2 separate regions of the Mus musculus genome follow, and region 2 is linked to region 1. The links are chromatin contacts, called in public HiChIP or PLAC-seq maps. All regions are on one chromosome and are shown on one strand. The core of a region is the stretch at or near the end of the contact, and the rest is flanking DNA. Distances in the headings are between cores, read along the strand shown.

Region 1 (3,582 bases), core at 757-3,256:
GGCTTCTCCCGGCATGGCACGGCTGGCATGGCACGGCATGGCACAGCACAGCACAGCTCAATTCAGCCTGTCTGTGTTCTAACTCCGTTGCTCCTGTGCTGGGATTGCATTGTAGTGCAGCTGTTTCCTGGGTTCTAGTACAGTATAACTTCCTTTTTCCCTCACCCAGGCTCGGATTAGGATGGTCCTTGCCTACCTGTTTGCTCAGCTGAGCCTCTGGTCTCGGGGTGCTCGAGGAAGCCTTCTTGTGCTTGGATCTGCCAATGTGGATGAGAGGTGCGTGTGGCTGGGATGGACTCGGGCTCCCCAAGTCTCTAGAAAGGAAGTTTGGTCCTTTCAAGACAGTCTCCTTGTAATATCAGGATATCCAGAGAGTGCAGACCAAGATCCTTCTGTCTTTCCCCAGCTCTGCACATACTCATGCAGCTCAGGTTGCTTTGTCCCTGGTCACTGTCAGCCATGCTAGGACCCCCACCTTCTCTTCCTTTCCTGTCCTGTGCATCAAAGGCCATGTCATTGCAAAGTTTTCCAAACAAGATGGCTGTTTTTCTCTGTGAACTGGAGACAGATCCCTTTATTCTTTGCTTTAACAACATCCAGTGCTTCTCTTGTTTCCAGGTACAATCCACCCAACCTCTGACCCAGCAGTGGAGACTGGTAGCTCCCCTTCCCAGGCTCAGTTTTCCCACTTTCTTTGGGTGAGCCGCCACACCTCCTAACGTGCTCCCATGCGTTCCCACGTGCTCCTCATTAGCTGAGGAATTTTAAGACATCATGTATTCATTGATTAGTCTTTTTCACCTGTCTAGTTATGAACTGAGTCACCCATCTGTCTGTTCATTACTCTGACCACCCATCCACCAGCCAATCCCCCATCCATCTGCCCACCCATACATACATACATATATATACATACACCCCACCCACTTATACATACATACATACACTCTATACATACATACATACATACATACATACATACATCCCACCCACCCATACATTCATCTGTCTACCTGTTCATTCACCCTCACATCCATATATCCATCCACCTACTCATCCATCCATTCATCCATCCATCCATCCATCCATACATTCATTCATTCATCCATCCATCCATCCATCCATACATACATCCATACATACATACATACATCTACATTTGGCCTCAATCATCTATCCATCCACCCACTCACATATACATGCACCACCACCACCACCCCAAGCCCCGCCATTCACAGTTTGGTTTGGTTTGACTTTGAGACAGCTTTTTACCATGAAGCACTGGTGGCTTCAAACTTACTATGTAACCCAGACTACCTTCAAACTAGAAGCAATCCCCCTGCCTTCTGAGTTTTGGGATTATAGGATTGTGTCACCATGCCTAGCAAGTTTTATATGAGTGTGAGTGTGTGTGTGTGTGTGTGTGTGTGTGTGTGTGTGTGTGTGTATGATTGTGTGTGTGTGTGTGTGTGCATGTGCATGCATGCTCGATGTGGCATGCATGTGGAGGTCAGAGGACAGCTTCCAGTATCAGTCCTCATCTATCTTGTGTGAGGCAGGCTGTCGTGGTTCACTACTGTGTACTCCAGGCTGGCTGCCCTCCAAGGTTCTGGAAATTCTGTCTCCATAGGAGTGCTGGGATCACTCATAGGAGAGATGGCTACCACTGTGCCCAGCTTTATGTGGGTGCTGGGGATCTGAACTTGGATCCTCGTGATTGTGTAGAGTGCTTTACCTACAGGGCCATTCCCCAGAGCTGTTAAGGAGGGGGTAAGAATCACCAGTGAGGGTGGGGTTGAGAGGAGGAAACAGGAGCATGATGGGGTTGCCACCCCTCTGCAGTGGCACCCAGCTTTTGGGTTTTTTGTTTGTTTTCTTTTTCCAAGAGATGGTGCCAAGAGAAGCAGTGAGTCAGGACCTTGAAGAGGAAGAGAGAGATGATGAGGCACAGCCACAAGAATGATGGATAGTGCCTGTGGCATCTTGGGCCCAATAAGTTCCATGAGTGTTTTTGATGACTTACTAGAGGACTTAGGACTTGGTTTAGAGTTATCCTGCAGCTGTGGCCTCTACTGCAAACAGACTGGCAGTGGGCTCAGGTCAGGACAGAGTAGCCTGGCACGGCTTGCCACGCCTACTCCCACTGACGTTGCGAGGGGTACATCCGGTTCCACATGTTGCTGGCAGGTGGTGTAAAGGGTCACCTCCTGGGCATTGGGTCACTCAGTATTTGGGGTACAGGTAAATCCAGGCTGTCAGGTACCTTCTGATGATTCCTGCCAGAAATCTCACTTTCCAGGAGAAATGCAGGGCTACAGTACAATTCATGTAATTTGTACACATTAACTTGGGCCTAGGAGCGTCCCTCAGGGAGGGACAGGAAAGCCTACAAGCCTGGGGTTCTAACATTAGCCAAGCTACTTGGTGGCTGCCTTCTGAAAGAGGACTGTTGTCCCAAGCCTGTGGGTGACTCATAGGTGAGTGTGTTCTAACAGAAGGCCAGGGTGAGGCCAGAACAATGGCCAGGTGTACACTGTAGGCAGCCATGGCTGATGACTAGTGTCACCTGAGCAGGAGGTAAAAGGACAAAGCCAGATCCCACCAGGGCCCCTGAAGCAATGGAAAGTGTAGATCAGCATGTGTTATGGGCCCTGATGTGTCTCTGCTGGTGGCAGTCTGAGTCCCACCACAGTTGTGCTATCCCTCTGCCCTATCTGAAGACGCTTACCTGAGGCTAGTAGATTTATCACTATTTGCCAGTTTAGCTTGGAGCCATTGGGTCAGCAAAAACTCCTATGTAGCCGGGAGATAGGTCATCTCACCAGGTAACCCAGTGTCCTGGGACAGAGCTGTGGCAGTGGGTGGGTTGGGAGGTGTGTAAGCTCTGAGTTGTTCTCACAGTCACTGCAGGGTAGCTGCTCCAAGCCCTCGAAGTGCTGAGACTGCTGGACCTCCTCCAGGCCCCCGGAAGCTCTCCCCATGCTCACCACCGACCCCACCCTCCCTGGACTCTCCCAACCATCAGCATCTTGATGGCTCCCTGTGGCCTTGGCTCTCTAATTCTTACTCCCCCTGAGGAGGCCTGTGGTTGCCTCTCAACCCCACCCTGTAATCCAGGTCTGTCTCTGTCTGGAGTCAGTTTACCTTTAGGGACCTTTGTGCCATGTGAGGTCCTGGATCTAAAGCTGTGGATAGCAGGCTGAGTGTGTACTTGTGCGAGCTTTATACCAGGCTGAGTGTGTACTTGTGCCAGGTCCTGTCTTCCCTTCCAGGGTCTCTGACCTTTGGCTCCACCTAGCTGACCCTGGCCTTCTAGACAAGCTGTTCCAAGTGGCTGATTGTGGTGCCCAAGCATTCTGAGCCAAAACAGGTGTCTACCCAGTGTGCTCAGTGTAACTTTGATGGCTTCCTCCAGGGCCAGGGCTGGGCTAGGCTGGGCTTCTGACTTCTAGGGTCCCTGGAAGAAGGGAGCCCTTGGCCAGCACTGGTATACCCTATAACCCTCAATACCCCAGGAACCATGAGGACACTGTCCTTTCTCCCTGACAGTCTCCTCGGCTACCTGACCAAGTACGACTGCTC
Region 2 (3,582 bases), core at 435-2,934, 670 kb before region 1:
CTGTCTCAGGTGCCCCATCACAGGGACTCAGGCACACACCACTGTCCCTGGTTCAAGAATAGAGCTTGGCTTTTCAGCTTGGGTACGTGGAACTTAGCTTAAGTGACTGACCCCACTTGTTGGGCACGGTTTAGGTACTTAGTATAAAATGATGCCTGTAGTTTTTATTTAACAAAACACTTGAGACCATGGTTTTACTAAAACAACAAGAACAACAACAACTACCCTATGCTAGGAGATGGCTGGGTGTTTGCTCTGCAGGCATGAGGGACTGAGTGTGATCCTCAGAACCAATGAGAGGATGGTGGGTGGAGTGGTGCACATTTGCAATCCCCTCAGCAGAGAAGCAAAGACAGGAGGATCTCTGGGGCCTGCTGACCAGCCAGCTTAGCCTAGTGGATGAACTGCAGGCCAGAGAGATCCTGTCTCAAGCAGTGAGTGGCCTTCCTGAGGAAGATGCCAGAATGTGTCCTTGGACCTCTGTATGTGTGCTCATGCAGTTGAATGCACACTTACATGTGAATTGTGCACACACACATGGGAACATTCTCCTCTGACACCTGACATCTCTTTTTCCTTCCTGATCTATTCATAAATTTTGACAGTTTAGCCTTTTGTTTTCTGCCTTGTGGTGCTAAGGTTGGTACCAGGGCCCTGTACATACTAGACAGGCACTCTACCACTGAATTACATCCCTAACCTCCCTCTTTCATCTCCTTTCTCCTCCTCCTCCTTCTGGAGAGGGGGGCAGGAGAGACAGAATCCCTCACTTGGCTGATCAGGACCAGACTGGCCTCTAAGTGATCCACTTGGCCGCTGCCTTATTAGCTAGCTTTGTTATACAGTCCAGGACACCTGTCTAGGGATGGACCACAGTGGGTTGGCCCTCCTGTATCAAGACAATCATGCCCACAGAATAACCTAAATAAGACAAGTACACATTTGAGATTTTTTTAAAAAAAAATGTGATTCTAGGCTGTTTCAAGTTGACAGTTAATGTCAACTAGGACAGATAGATGAGTGGATGGATAGATAAGTAGATGGATGGTTGACACATGGGTGTATAGGTGACATGTTGGTTAGTTTTTGTCAACTTGACACTAGAGTAATCTTGGAAGAGGAAACCTCAGTTGATGAATTGCCATCAGACTGGCCTGTAGGCTAGTCTGTGGGGGCATTTTCTTGGTTACTGATTGATTCAGAAGGGCCCAACCCACCGTTGTGGGTTGCCACCCTTACACTGGTAGACCTGGGATGTGAAAGAAAGGCTGAGCAAGCCAGTATGCAGCACTCCTTCATAGTCTCTGTTTCAGTTCCTGCCCTGCCTGAGTTCCTGTTCTAACTTCCTTCCCTCAGTGATGGACTATAATTTATGAGCCAAATAAGCAGTTTTCTCCCCAAGCTGTATTTGATCAGTTCTTTTTGTTTTGTTTTGTTTTGTTTGTTTTTCGAGACAGGGTTCAGTTTTTTGATCACAATAGGAAGCAGATAGATGGAAGAATGGATGAACAGATGTATGGCTAGATGAGTGGGTGTATGGGTAGATGGGCAGAAGGACAGATTGGTGGATTGGTGGGTAGAAGATTGACAGGGGAGTGAATGATGCTGTGTAGATCCATGCGTGGGTAGAGAGTTGCAGGGTGGATACATGGTTGGAAGCTGGGTTGAGGGTGAATGTGTGTTGGACAGGGCTTGACGGGTGTTTCTAAATCGGATCTCCGCAGCTGACTGGCGGCCGAGCTGCCTATGAGTCCTGGAACTGTGTATCCTGCTTTCTTGATCAGCTAACAGGAATACGGGGCGGGGACGGCCTGGAATAGGGCGGGATCTTGCGTGGCCCCGGATGCGGCCCCGCCTCCGCGGAACCGGAAGTGAGCGGGCACAGGGAGCGGCGGGGCGCGGCGGGAGCCTGGTGGACCCTGCTGGTGCGGTGAGCGGGGGATGGGCGTCCTAGAGAGCTGCTGGGGGACAGGAAGGGTGTGGGATGATGAGTTGTCAGGGTGCCGGGCCTGGACGGGAGGTTGGGGTACAGGGTCTGGACTGGGCCCAGGTGATCCGAGTGCGGGGCAGGGTCGGGGCCCAGGGGTGCAGGGCCAGGATCTGTTGGTCGAGGCCTCGGAGTGTAGGGCTGGGACCCCTGAGTCAGGATTCCAGGCCAAAACCCGGTGTTCGCGGTGTGGGGCCGGGATTGTGACTTGGGGTGTGTGGCTGGGGTCGGGCGTCGGGACCCGGGCTGCAGGGCTAGGATCGGGGGTTGGAGTGCAGTGCTAGGAGGGGGAACCGGGGTGCAGAGTCAAGGCCAAGGGTTCGCGGTGTGGGTCCGAAATCGGGGGGTTGGGGTTGTGGTGTGGCGCTGGGATTCGGGATTCGGGGTGTAGGGCCAGGATTGGAGGCTCAAAGTCCCGGGTCGCAGGGTCTGGATGGGGACGTCGGAGCCCCGGGTATTGGGCAAGGATCGGAGGTTTCGGACACCAATGCTGAGCCGTTCATCCCGTCATTTGTGGAGTAGCTAGGGGTGCACAGCCGGTCTGGCTCTGAGGGGGCGGGCCCTAGGACACAGGCCCTAGGAATTTTGGACATAAAGAAAGGGGTGGGGTTTCAGAGCAGGAACCCAGGATGAAGTGCTAAGTCGGTTTGGGGTGTTCTAGGTCAGAGTGCATAATTATGGGTCTGTGGTAGTCAGAGTACCAGAACCTGGGAAAAGAATGTAGACCTGAGGCCTGGGAGATGCTGGTGGGGGTAAGGGGACTTTGCTTCTAGAATCTAGTGGAATGATGAGGGCCTGGGGGAAGCTGGTGGGCCTGGGGAGCCTGGGGTTCCAGAACCCAGTGGAATTATGAGGGTCCAAGGACCTGTAGGAAGTTGGTAAGGCTGAGCAGCCGGGTTCCAGCATTGGTCTCTAGTCCTCAGGACTGGGCTGAGAGGCCAACATCTGAGGAAAGGCCTGGGCACCTGAGGGAAATTTGCAATGGGGTCAATGGAAATCCAAGCGCCTAGCTTGCTTCCTGGAGCTAAGGAGCCTGGAATCCAGCCGCCCCTCCTCCTGGGTGTGTGCCCAGTCACTGCAGAGGTGTTTGGGCCTGGTATGTTCCTTTGTTTCCTCTTGGTCCGTGTGAGGGATGGGGACTTGTGGCCAGGGAGAAGGAATTCCCTGTTGTGCCCAGTGAAGCAAGCAGAGGCTTTAGCCCTTCCTAGTGGTTTGCCCTGGCTGCACTGCCTGGGCCTTGCCAGTAAGTAGCCCAAGCTCCAGTAAGTCCTCACCACCCAGTAGACCCTCACAGTCAGAACTTACAGCCCACCCCCCACCCCCCTCCCCCAGCGTCCACCAGGGGTCAGGCCTCTGCTGGCTCACCCAGAGTGAGTCACCAGTTCAGGCCCTGAGTCAACACTGCTTCTCTGTTTGACTGAGAAGGTTGTCACCAGAAGTTTGAAGGAGGGAGAAGCAGCTTTTGTGGGAGCTTCAGATGTAGAAGAGTGCAGAGGTGGGGTTGAAGAACTGATTGTGGTACTAGGTCTCCAGAGCACCCTGGGCCTTGCTAGACAGCTTCTCCACCCAACTTTAGCCCTGGCCCTAGAGCTGAC

Evidence for each region. HiChIP or PLAC-seq counts read pairs in DNA pulled down with a chosen protein or histone mark.
Region 2: a contact with region 1 is called in an HNF4G HiChIP or PLAC-seq map of pancreatic cancer cells. The contact joins the promoter of Cttn here to the enhancer-like site in region 1. A contact is called at or near these places in 3 of 39 promoter capture datasets (embryonic stem cells, hippocampal neurons and liver) and 3 of 115 datasets of contacts at active chromatin or transcription factors (extraembryonic endoderm stem cells, forebrain and pancreatic cancer cells).

Annotation. Positions count from the first base shown.
Region 1 is chr7:143,799,890-143,803,471 of GRCm38.p6, reverse strand. Nadsyn1 (NAD synthetase 1) reads left to right here. Exons shown (of 21, transcript NM_030221.2): 16 at 170-276; 17 at 3,550-3,582. Among named protein-coding and RNA genes, the nearest start is that of Mrgpre, 17 kb to the right of the region's middle. Within about 2 kb of position 2,006, at least 45 of the 459 cell types and tissues checked have an H3K27ac peak or open chromatin away from gene starts, as enhancers often do. A contact at or near this core is called in pancreatic cancer cells, where this site is marked.
Region 2 is chr7:144,469,037-144,472,618 of GRCm38.p6, reverse strand. Cttn (cortactin) reads left to right here and starts at 1,684. Exons shown (of 18, transcript NM_007803.5): 1 at 1,684-1,930.